3 separate regions of the Mus musculus genome follow, and all the other regions are linked to region 3. Evidence: chromatin contacts called from public ChIA-PET and promoter capture Hi-C data. All regions are on one chromosome and are shown on one strand. The core of a region is the stretch at or near the end of the contact, and the rest is flanking DNA. Distances in the headings are between cores, read along the strand shown.

What was found. ChIA-PET counts read pairs in DNA pulled down with a chosen protein or histone mark. Capture Hi-C pulls out chosen DNA fragments and counts their contacts.
Region 1: an RNA polymerase II ChIA-PET map of memory CD8 T cells shows a contact between it and region 3, with 6 read pairs. The contact joins the enhancer-like site here to the promoter of 1810013L24Rik in region 3. A contact is called at or near these places in 5 of 39 promoter capture datasets (the HPC-7 cell line, cranial neural crest, hematopoietic stem and progenitor cells and 2 more), 1 of 484 Hi-C or Micro-C datasets (B cells), 3 of 115 datasets of contacts at active chromatin or transcription factors (bone marrow-derived macrophages, extraembryonic endoderm stem cells and memory CD8 T cells) and 3 of 9 other capture datasets (adipose tissue, liver and pancreatic islet).
Region 2: a promoter capture Hi-C map of liver shows a contact between it and region 3. The contact joins the promoter of Abat here to the promoter of 1810013L24Rik in region 3. A contact is called at or near these places in 5 of 39 promoter capture datasets (cranial neural crest, hippocampal neurons, liver and 1 more), 1 of 115 datasets of contacts at active chromatin or transcription factors (embryonic hindbrain) and 3 of 9 other capture datasets (adipose tissue, liver and pancreatic islet).

The regions. Positions count from the first base shown.
Region 1 is chr16:8,453,766-8,457,123 of GRCm38.p6, reverse strand. No RefSeq gene overlaps it. Among named protein-coding and RNA genes, the nearest start is that of Mettl22, 15 kb to the left of the region's middle. Within about 2 kb of position 1,758, at least 41 of the 459 cell types and tissues checked have an H3K27ac peak or open chromatin away from gene starts, as enhancers often do. A contact at or near this core is called in the HPC-7 cell line and memory CD8 T cells, where this site is marked.
Region 2 is chr16:8,511,093-8,514,685 of GRCm38.p6, reverse strand. Abat (4-aminobutyrate aminotransferase) reads right to left here and starts at 1,257. Exons shown (of 16, transcript NM_172961.3): 1 at 1,112-1,257.
Region 3 is chr16:8,828,837-8,832,047 of GRCm38.p6, reverse strand. 1810013L24Rik (RIKEN cDNA 1810013L24 gene) reads right to left here and starts at 1,948. Exons shown (of 4, transcript NM_001081400.3): 1 at 1,363-1,948; 2 at 647-727. The coding sequence starts at 1,588.

The DNA.
Region 1 (3,358 bases), core at 509-3,008, 370 kb after region 3:
TAATGGGCAGACTCATCTGAGTTCTTATCCCCACTTCCCACTGTCTCAGGCTGTGTTGACCTCTTGAAGAGCTCAAAGTACTACACATAATGTGTTCAAATCACTATAACTCCCTACCTGTGAGCGATGGAGTGACACAGACCCAGCCACATTCTAAACACTGCCCAGCTCATTCCTTGAAGGGAGTGCAAAGTTGTCCCATTTGAAACTTTTGAGAGAGTAGTGGGTCCAAGGCTGGTTAACATTGTCAGATTAGGCAAAGAGACTTTATGTTCTTTGTAGTTTGTGCTGGTGCTTGCAAAGTACCCAGAACATTGCTGGGAGTGGGACATATAGAAAATCCCACAGAATGGACTAGTTAGAATATAACTTACACAAGCTAACAGTCATCCTCCTGCCTCTGGACCTTGTCCTGCCTGTAACCCTCTCCATTTAGGGCTCTTATACTTGCAAGGCCTGTTTCAGGGAGGGCCAGACTCCCTTACTTATGTCACAGGACAAAAATATTCATTGATTTTTTTTTTGTTTCCATGTGTGCTGTGTATATGTGAATATGCATGCTTCACATGTGTGTGGGCACATGTATGTGAGTATGTAGAGGCCTGAGGTTGATGCTGATAATTCTCAGTCATCCTTCTACTTTGTGCCCTGGGCAACGTCTCCCAGTCAGCCCCAGAGAATTTGGGCACATTGGTCTCCTTACCCAGCTTGCTCAGGGATCCTGTCTTCTTTAGACTTAGAGGCAGGTCTTCATGCCCACCAGCACTGATGTGGATCCTGGGGCTCCAAACTCTGGTCCTAATGCTTCCAATTAGGACACCGTAGCTGACGAGTCATCACCTCAGGAAAAGCCTTTTCAGCTTGGCCCACCAGCTTCCCAAGCCACGATGCCATCACCTGAGCCACATGCCCACCTTTAACTGGTCCCTTGAGATTCTATGTGCAGTGTGAGCCTGATATCCAGTTACCTGGCAGCACAGTGGACCACAAGCATCCGTGGCCCCTGGATGATGGTGGCAAGGGATCTCCTTGGACATGCTTTCTCATCTCCTTCTCTTTTTTATTCTTTATTGTTTGAGAATTTCATATGTGCATGGAATGCGCTTTGATCAAGTCTGTCTCCCATTCTCTCCCATCTGATTCCTCTCCTGCTCCTCCACACTTCCCTCTCAACTTCACATGCTTGCGTGCTCTGTCTCTCCCCTCCCTTCCCCAAGCCTCCCAAGCTGCTGAATTCACCTAGTGCTGGCTGTGTATACATGGGTTTAGGCCATCTACTGGAGCAGGGAGTCTCTCAGGGGACAGATCCTTGAGAAAACTGCAGCTCCATCAGCTAGTTACTCAACAACCCTTGATTCTATAGCGGCATCGTGTAAGGAACATCCAGGGACAGGTTGAGGTGTGTGTGTGTGTGTGTGTGTGTGTGTGTGTGTGTGTGTAAAATGCTGACTGACTTGGTAGATGGGAAGCAGAGTTCAGGACAGAGAAAGGAATAAAATATGGCCAGGAAAGACCCTGAAGAAAGGGATAAAATATGGTCAGGATCATCCCGAGTAGTAGAAGAAAGGCAAGGTGTGAGCCTTGGGCAGATCTGGGAGTGAGCCTTACTCTTGCTGAGTGCCAGCTTCCCTATGTAGGAGAGATGGACAGGCTAATACCAGGCCTTCACCCTGCACTTCTCCCCCACACCTCCCCTATCTATACTAGTCAGAGAGTGGGCGGGGATGCTTTTGCCCAGGCTCATCCTGTTTTGTGGTCTTTTGTAATTTCCTCTTCTCTCTCTACCTCTCATTTTCTCTTTGCCAGCCAGTGATAGGCTAGGAACTTCAGGTCACAAAGAAGCTTTGATTATCTGGCTCCCTGGCAGCTCCTTTCATCTTGGGAACATTTTGCAAGCCAAATCTAATTGAGGCGGGGTGGCAGGCTTGCAGGGAGGGTCGCATCTTCTCCGGTTAGCTACCAGTGCTCTGCTTAGGGAATGGCTCTCACATCCGCTGGACACACAGGCTCAGCCCCCGCTGTGTTCTAAGGGGTGTCAGCTCTACTTTCCCCAGCTTCCCCGAGGGAAGCTTTTTGAAGATCAGGAAGCAGAGGCTCACTTGCTTGTTGGTGGGGAAGGGGGGGGGGTTGGGCAACTCCAATCCCCAGATGCCTGTCTCATGCCCTCTCATTCCCACTGTCCCCAGCCAGGCCACTTCTGGCTCATGGTGCAAATTCAGTTACTACAGTCTCCGGGAGGCCAAGTTCCCAGCTTGCTTTCCAAATGGCTTTGGATATTAATGCTCTGTGGGAGGATTTTAGCCATGGGTGAAAAGGTGGCTTGTGCAAAAACAACATTTTTGATTTCTTCTTTCTCAGTTGGGAAAATGTGTTCCAGGCAGCAATGCTGAGCTCCGCGGGGAAAGCACTGGAGGAGCTTAGAGGGTACTGGAGGCTTTGCGCAGGGAACACGACCCAGGCAACCAGGCTTCATAGCACTGACTGTCCTCACAGATAAAGGGGTTACACAGAGGCTGGAATGATGGGGTAATATGAGTTTGCGGAGTCAGAGACCTGTGGGGAGCAGGCCTGGAGCAAGAGTGAGGTTGAGACCTGTTCGAACCTTGGAAATCTGGCTGGAGATCTGCAGGAGTAGGATTGCTCACCTCCTGCCCTGCCCCGCGTGTCCTAGCGCACTTAGCCCTGTGCCTCCACCTTTGCCCCACCGTTGGTGGTCACCTAGCCAGTTGGTAGTCAGGATAAACCTCCTTTCCCCTTATAAAGTCATGTCCAGCAGTACCTGGAATTCCTCCTCATGCAAGTGAGGCAATCCTAGCACCCTGGCCTCAGCCAATGATGTACACCCCCCCCCCCAAAGGTTTATATACCCTATCGACTCTGTTCTAATCTGCTCTCACTCATCGGTGTCTGAAATCTCCAACTCAGGGCTGGTTCCAACCACCCAGAATCCACTGGCTGTGATTGCTAGTGATCACACCACTTCAGCAGAGCCTGAACTGTAAGGTTACAGGGGACCTCAGGCACCTGGAATGGGGAGACAGCATGGTGGAAACACAATGTCTTGGGTTTGGGAGTTGGGGACTCTTCCCTAAAAATACAAGCTATGCATTTTGGGGTAGAGCCAGTTATTAGTGTCTCAGAGACTCAGTTTCCTATCCATACAGGAGACAAACAGCACCCGACTGTCTGGGACTCTTTAGGAACAAAGTGAAGCAGCAGATTAGTGCCTGGGTGTGCGCTGTCTTAGAACCTGGACCCTTTGGGTCCCAAATGTAACGGGGTGGTCAAGCCCAAGTCCCATCTTTGCTGCTCTAGGAGCAGGGTGGGAAGGCAAGCCCAGCTCTCTGCTGATGGGGTC
Region 2 (3,593 bases), core at 8-2,507, 320 kb after region 3:
GTTAATTGTCCCTCCCAGAGCTGTCCTTTGGCCTCCAGGAAACATCTCTCTCCCCAACCCACATCCCAGATCCAGAGAACAGGCCAAGATTCAATTTTTTCCTGTCTCCTGACCTGCCCCCACCAGACCTTCTCAGGCTAGTGTGAGGGAGGCACACAGCTAAGCCAACAGTGTCCCTAGACCAGTGGACAAGCCCAGCAGCAGCCTTCTCTTGGCCTAATGCCCAGGGAATTCCATCAGGCAATATCCACGGGACTTGATGGGGGCAGCCCCAAGAAACGAACAGGGGACCCTTGGAAGTGGGCCAACAGCTCTTCTCTATGTTGATAGCCCTTTGTCCAGGCGGAGAGAGACCTGCGTCTGTAGGGTAACACTGAATAACAGACTTTTACATTTGTGTTGGAGGTGGGGGTGGAAGGGGGTGCCTGCTGGTCCTGCAGTGCCAAGGCCATCTGTGCTCTTAGAGTTTGGAGGCTCTAGGCCTGGGAAGTGGAGGCCCCTAAAAGCCTTGTTTAGGGGGTTATGGCTTCTCCTATAGGTGGGAAGAGACTTCATAGGAATAGAAGAGAAGTCATTTGTCCCCAGAATCCAGCACCTAGTTTCTGGAATGGGCATGCAGGTGATTTGGCCTGGGATGTCCTTGTTGAAAGGAGGGTCTTACTCTCCAGGACTTTCACAGTTGGGGAGGGATAGGACCCTTCTGTCGAGCTGTGTCCTCAACATTCCAAGGAGACAGAGAGAGAGAGAGAGAGAGAGAGAGAGAGAAGCAAGAGAACCTAACTTAGATTTTTAGGAAAGGGAGGAGATGAGAAAGGGTCTAGATATTAGCGGAGGCAGGACTCCACTTGGGGGGGGGGGGGGGACTCTATTCCAAGGACTAAACGAGGGAGGGATTTCCCCCTCCAGCCAGTGGGCAGGACGGACGGCCCCATTTCTGAAGGTTACACGAAGCTGTTTTGCTTTCTGGGGCCTGGGAGGTGGGAGACCCTTTCCTTTCGGAGCAGGATCCCGCGTACTGGTTGGATGGAGGGCCCGGATTCTAGAGGAAGATGTCCTTCTCTGGCTTCCTTCAGAAGGGCGAGCCACGCGCGTACAGACGCGTCGCACTTACCTCCAGGCCCGGGCTGCGATCTACAGGCTGCGATCCGCGGGCCGGACTTGCGCGATCACCTTCCGATGCTCCTGGCTGCGCCTGGCGTCTGCTCCGCTTCCCCCAGCGACTCACCAGGCTCCCAAGCTTCGCCGAGCCACCCTGGCCAATCAGCACCACTGCCTCTAGCCCTTGCTTGCGCCTCAGCCAATGAGAGCACCCGCCATGGGCCACCGCCCCCGGGGGGAGGGGGAAGGCGGGGCGGGGGCAGAGTCCGACCTCCGTGGATAGGATGCGCCCGGGGGTCTCCGAGGAGGGCCGCGAGGGCCGGAGCAAGGGACTTGGGGAGAGGCAGCCGAAGGATCCCTAGCAAATCTGATGGGGGCTAGGAGTCCTCTCCTTACAGGAGGGAGGGACTTTGCAGGCTAAGGCGAATCTTCAATGTACTCCCACCCCACATCACTGTTTTAAGATCCTGGGAATTGCTGATGAATGGAGCTGAACCCCAACCCCGACCTCTGTGCTTCGGATCTGGTCTCTGGAACCTGAGAATCCGGGGCCCTGAAACAGAACTAAAGCACCTGTCGGCACTGGCCCTCCATGCCACCTTCTGGTGCATCAGTGGTGCACAGCAGGTCAATAAGAGTGCTAAACTGAGAGTCAGGTCAGGACTCAGGACAGGTCTCTTTCCCAACCCTTCCTCCATTTCCTTAATGGTAAAGGAAGGCAGAATTGGTTCTATCTCTTTTATGAGTAGAAACAAGATCTTAGATGTAATAGAGATGTGTTCAGAAAATTGAAGATGCACTGGAAACCAGTTAAAACGAATATGTGAGTGACCAAGTCCCACACCTTTTCTTTCATTAAAAATAAAATTTATTTCAATCACGTGTCTATCTGTCTATGTATATGTGTATGGATGCTGGAGGAGGCTATTGGAATCCTGGGACTGCCTGGAGCTGTGGATACAGGTGGTTGTGAGCTGGCAGAATGCGGTGTTGGGAATAGAACTCAGGGCCCCTGCAAGAGCAGTGTGTGGCCCTAGTTGCTCAGCCATCTCCTCCCCCTTTCTCCTTTTGTCTTTCTTATTTCACTTATTTATTTGTTTATTTGTTAGACAGGGTCTCTCTTCATAGCCCTGTCTATCCTGAAACCTGCAATATAGACCACCCCAGCCTCCAGGTCACAGAGATCTGGCTGCCTCTGCCTCCAGAGTGCTGAGGTTAAAGGCACCACCATGCCTGGCTCCTTTTTCATTTTTTATTTTTATTTATTTGTTTATTTTTAAAGGGAGGGAGGATTTATTTTAGTTTGATGGGATGCAGTGTGTGTTGCTCACTTGCTTGCTTATATTTAATGGTCTTATAACTTTCCAACGTTATTTGGACACAAGGTGTTATCACTCATTGATAAAATCAAAGTTGCAAACATTTAACCACCTCTAGGATTTTCCCAGGCAACTGTGTCATGATCTGGCCAACTTTTACAGAGCCTGGAGGTCCCTGTTGAGTCCAGGAATCCAAGCAGCCTCATATATAGTTATTATGGATTGTAAACCTAGAAATAAAGGGATCAAGATAGGCCAGAAATAAGCAAACAAATGAAACAACTCCAAGTAAGCAATCCACTGCGATCCCTAACTGAACCCCAAAGAGACAATGACTAGACTAAGGAGCAGGTGAGAGCCTAGATCCTCGGTCCCTTGGGAACCCAGAAGGTCCTGCCAGTTGCTATCCAAGTTATCCCTATCACCTGACCCAAGGAATTTTCTGGAGGCTGTGTTGTAAATCTAGCACTTTCTTCTTAAAACCTAAGCCTGCTGATAATCCATTTATTGCTTGCCCAAAGAGAGCAAATGGACAATGAATACTTTGTAAAGAAAAGCAAGTTAAAGCAAAAGGATGGGAACGCCTGTTTTTCAGACCCCCAAGATGGCTCTGGCCTTATCGCTTTCTGTGGGCTTTCCAGGAACTGTGCAGTTTTGTGTACTGCTGCCTCAGTCTCATCTCAGCCATTCTTGAGAGAAATTGGATATTTCCACCTTAAAAAACTTACAGGTGTGGTGGCACACACTTTTAATCCCAGCACTGGAGAGGTAGAGGCAGAGTTGGAGACAGAATGTTCTGCATAGTGAGTTCCAGGTAACAGGACCTTGTCGATAGATCGATTGATCAATAGATAGATAGGTAGATAGGTAGATAGATACAATCTTATAGTGCATACCTATAATCTCAATATTCATGAAGTAGAAGCAGAAAGATCAGGAGTTCAAGGTCATCCTTGACACAATCACAGCTCTCAGGAGCCTGAGGTAGGAGGATTGCCAAGAGTCTGAGGCTAGCCTGAGCTATTTATCAAATTCTAGGTCAGCATGGCTACAATGTGGGATTGAGACTCCGTCTCAAGCATCACCCCTGTTGCTCACTAAAACCAGACAAACAAACAAAATGAGTAGCTGTCATATTAGACAGAAATGATACAAGAAGCTAGCTAGAGAGGAAGG
Region 3 (3,211 bases), core at 699-3,198:
AAAAGGACACCAAAAACAAAGCCATCCATTCAAAACTCTTCTAACAGACGCCACCAACTTACAGTCAATTACAAATTACAAAATAGTTTTGAAAGGAAAGATCTGATGAACTTACTAGATGCAGGCCAACATTCATAATTCCAATCCAATCAGCAAGAGTTCAAAGAACTCCAATGTTTTTACACTGCCATGCTCCCAGTGGCCAGAGTCAAGAATCTGCAGACTCTGGGTAATTGCTTCTATTGAATCATTTTCCAGACAAGGCTCACCTGTCTTGTCTTCCACAGCAGAGCTTTAATCTCAGCCCTTTGCAGACTGCGTTAAATCCTTGCTAAAGGGTAGGAGCTAGGGGATTGATGTCTCAGGCACTGTAGAGTAACCAGCAGCCCCCTCTCAAGATTGACAACCAAGTGTCCCGTAGGCACTGTCATACGTCCCCGAGGGAGGAATAGGAGGCGTGTCAAAAATTGCCTCTGGATATCTAGCTAGAACACCACAGATATTCTCAAGTTGCAAGGCATTCAAGGTTAGCAGAAGCTGAACTTGAGAGGAGAAAACACACTCAGAACATCGGCTGTCAACCGGAACGTGGCCTGCCCTTCCTCCCTCCCCGCCTACCCTGGCAAGACAGCAAGGTTATCTTTACCTTTATAGAGGTTGGTGACGGCGGTGGCTGCGTTTTGGAAGGGGACCCAGAGAGAAAGTCCTGGCTGCTGACACACTCGGTCTGGAAACAAAAAGGGGGGAAAAAAAACAATAGGGGGGGGAAAAAGACACACACAAGGACATAGAGAAAGAAGAGAATGTTATTTGGGCGTCACTCACTCCGGAACGGCCATATTAGGTTTCGCCATTTTGTTCAGGATTTGGGGATCCCAAAGGGAGCGTGAGACCGGAGTTACTGGGTCGAGGAAGGGGAACCTGACAACAGCGCAACCCGAGTGGCGAACGCCGCCCGGCAGGCTCAGGGAAGCGCCCCTAGCAGTCTCCGCCCCGAGGCCGGCTCGGGGCACAATAGGGCCGCCCCACCGCCTCCTTCGCCATTTTGTGACAGGGACTCCTCCCCTACCCCCACGATCCGACCGGGGACACCCGGACCGGTACGTGGGGACCCTCGGGAGGTACTCTAAATCGGGGGTCTCCCCATCCTTCATCGTAGTTTTCCCCCTCCCAGGGTAGCTCCTCCGTCGCCGTCCTGCGGGTCAGATGGCCAGGGGTCCGCGGCACGGCCCTCCCCTCCCAGTCGTCCGGCTATCCCCGCAGGGTGCGAGGAGCCGCCAGGTCCCGGGGACCGAGCCGGGAACCGGGGGGAAGAGCAGCTCCGCAGGCCGGGGCGGCGCCAAGATGGCGGCGCGGCCTCACCTTTGTAGAGCTGAGCCACGGCCGTGGCCGAGTTCTGGAAGAGATGCCACAGCTTCTGTTGCTTGTGCTCGGGCTGCGCGGCGGCCGCCGCCTCCTCCTGCAGCTCGGGAGACAACTGCTCGTCCTGCTCGGCCTCGGCCAGGCACTGCCGCTCCCACTTGGAGAACCAATGCTCCGGCCCGTGCTCCTGGATCTCCGCCTCGCCCTCCTCCTTCCGCTCCTCCATCCTCCGCGGCCTCCCGCGGCCTGGCCGCCGCCGCCGCGTCCTCCTTAAGCGCGGTCCCCGCGGGAACGTCGTCGTCGACAGGCCCGGGAACGAGGGGCCCGGCGGCCGGCCCAGGCCTCTGTGCAAGCCCGCGGAGCCGGCACCCACCCCGCACAGCCCGAGTCCTCTGCCCACCAACCCCGCTCCGAGGTGCCGCACCCTGCCCTAGCCTCGCCCGCACCCCTTTACCGCCCACCCACGGCCCCGCGGCCTCGGTCCGACCGCCGCCGCTCTCCAACCGGCGTTCCCTGTCCGGCCTGCGCCGCCGAGCCCACCTCGAAGACTGAGGAACGTCGTCTACGGCGGCGGCGTCGACGCCTCTGCGGCGACCGGGCCCCGCCCTCCCCCGCCCACATGCTGACTGGAAAGCGCCGCCCACTTGGCCAGCGGCGCTTCCCCGGCAGGAGGCGGTTGGGGCGCGCCCACCGTCGACCTTCCCCATTGGCCCGCCGCAACGGGTTCCGCGTGCTGGCCCCTGAACGCAGCGTTCTGATTGGCTTACCCGCCTGTCGAACTGATGTCATCAATGGGCGGGGGGCTGGGGGAAGGAGTAAATGTCAGGGAACTTGAAGACTGTAGAGCAGGGAGGAGTTGACAGTGTTTGCGTGCGACCAACCAAAGCAGAAGAAGAAATATCTGTACACTGGAGCCAAGGGATTGCGCTTGCGCGGTGCTCGCTTCGCTCCCGCACCCCGTCTGAGAGTCACGTGACTCCGCCGGGTGACCGCACCCCGCGGGGGCCTTTCCCGGGCTTGCAAGTGCATGGTCACGCAGTGTTTATGTGCTGACTCCTCGAGTTCCTGAGAAGTGCAGTCTACCTCTGTTTGCAGCGCCCTTTCTATGTTTTTTTAATGCCAGAATTCCCAACCTTAGTGGGGCAAGTAAAGCGTGTGAATCCAAAGGAAAATTCTCCGGAGGTGTGAGCGACCTGGGGACGCTCACCGAGATTTCCCGGAGAAGGGGACCGGAGGGAGCTGGACACCAGGGCCGCCTGGCGGACAGTGCGCCCAGCGCTAGTAGCGGCCCGGCACCTGTCCCATGCACGCTCCCGGGACACGTGCGACCGCCGCGTCCCGCCCCCGCCCCCCATGTGCAATTGCTGGCACCCGGGCCCCTGCACTGCTCACTCAGAGTGATCAGTGCCAGGAAAGAGGTCTGGAAGCCTGGGAACAAGAGGGCAGCACAATGACGGGACCTCTCAGCCTCTGAGCTGACAGCTTATGTATGCCATCTGTACTGGATGGAAGTCCTGCAGGATCTGATCCTGCCTGCTCTGGCTTCTCCGGACTTCTCCCTGATCTGTCTGGTTCCCAGAGCCTAATCTCTGGACTCTCTGAAAGTTCATATTCCATTTTCCTTAGGACTAGGCTCAAAGCCAGGTGTGCTGGTGCTCTTTGTTTTGTTTCCTTCTTTTTTTTTTTTTTTTTTTTTTCTTTTTTGGTATTTCGAGACAGGGTTTCTCTGTATAGCCCTGGCTGTCCTGGAACTCACTTTGTAGATAGACCAGGCTGGCCTTGAACTCAGAAATCCGCCTGCCTCTGCCTCCGGTGCGCCACCACGCCCGGCCTGTTTTGTTTCTTGAAA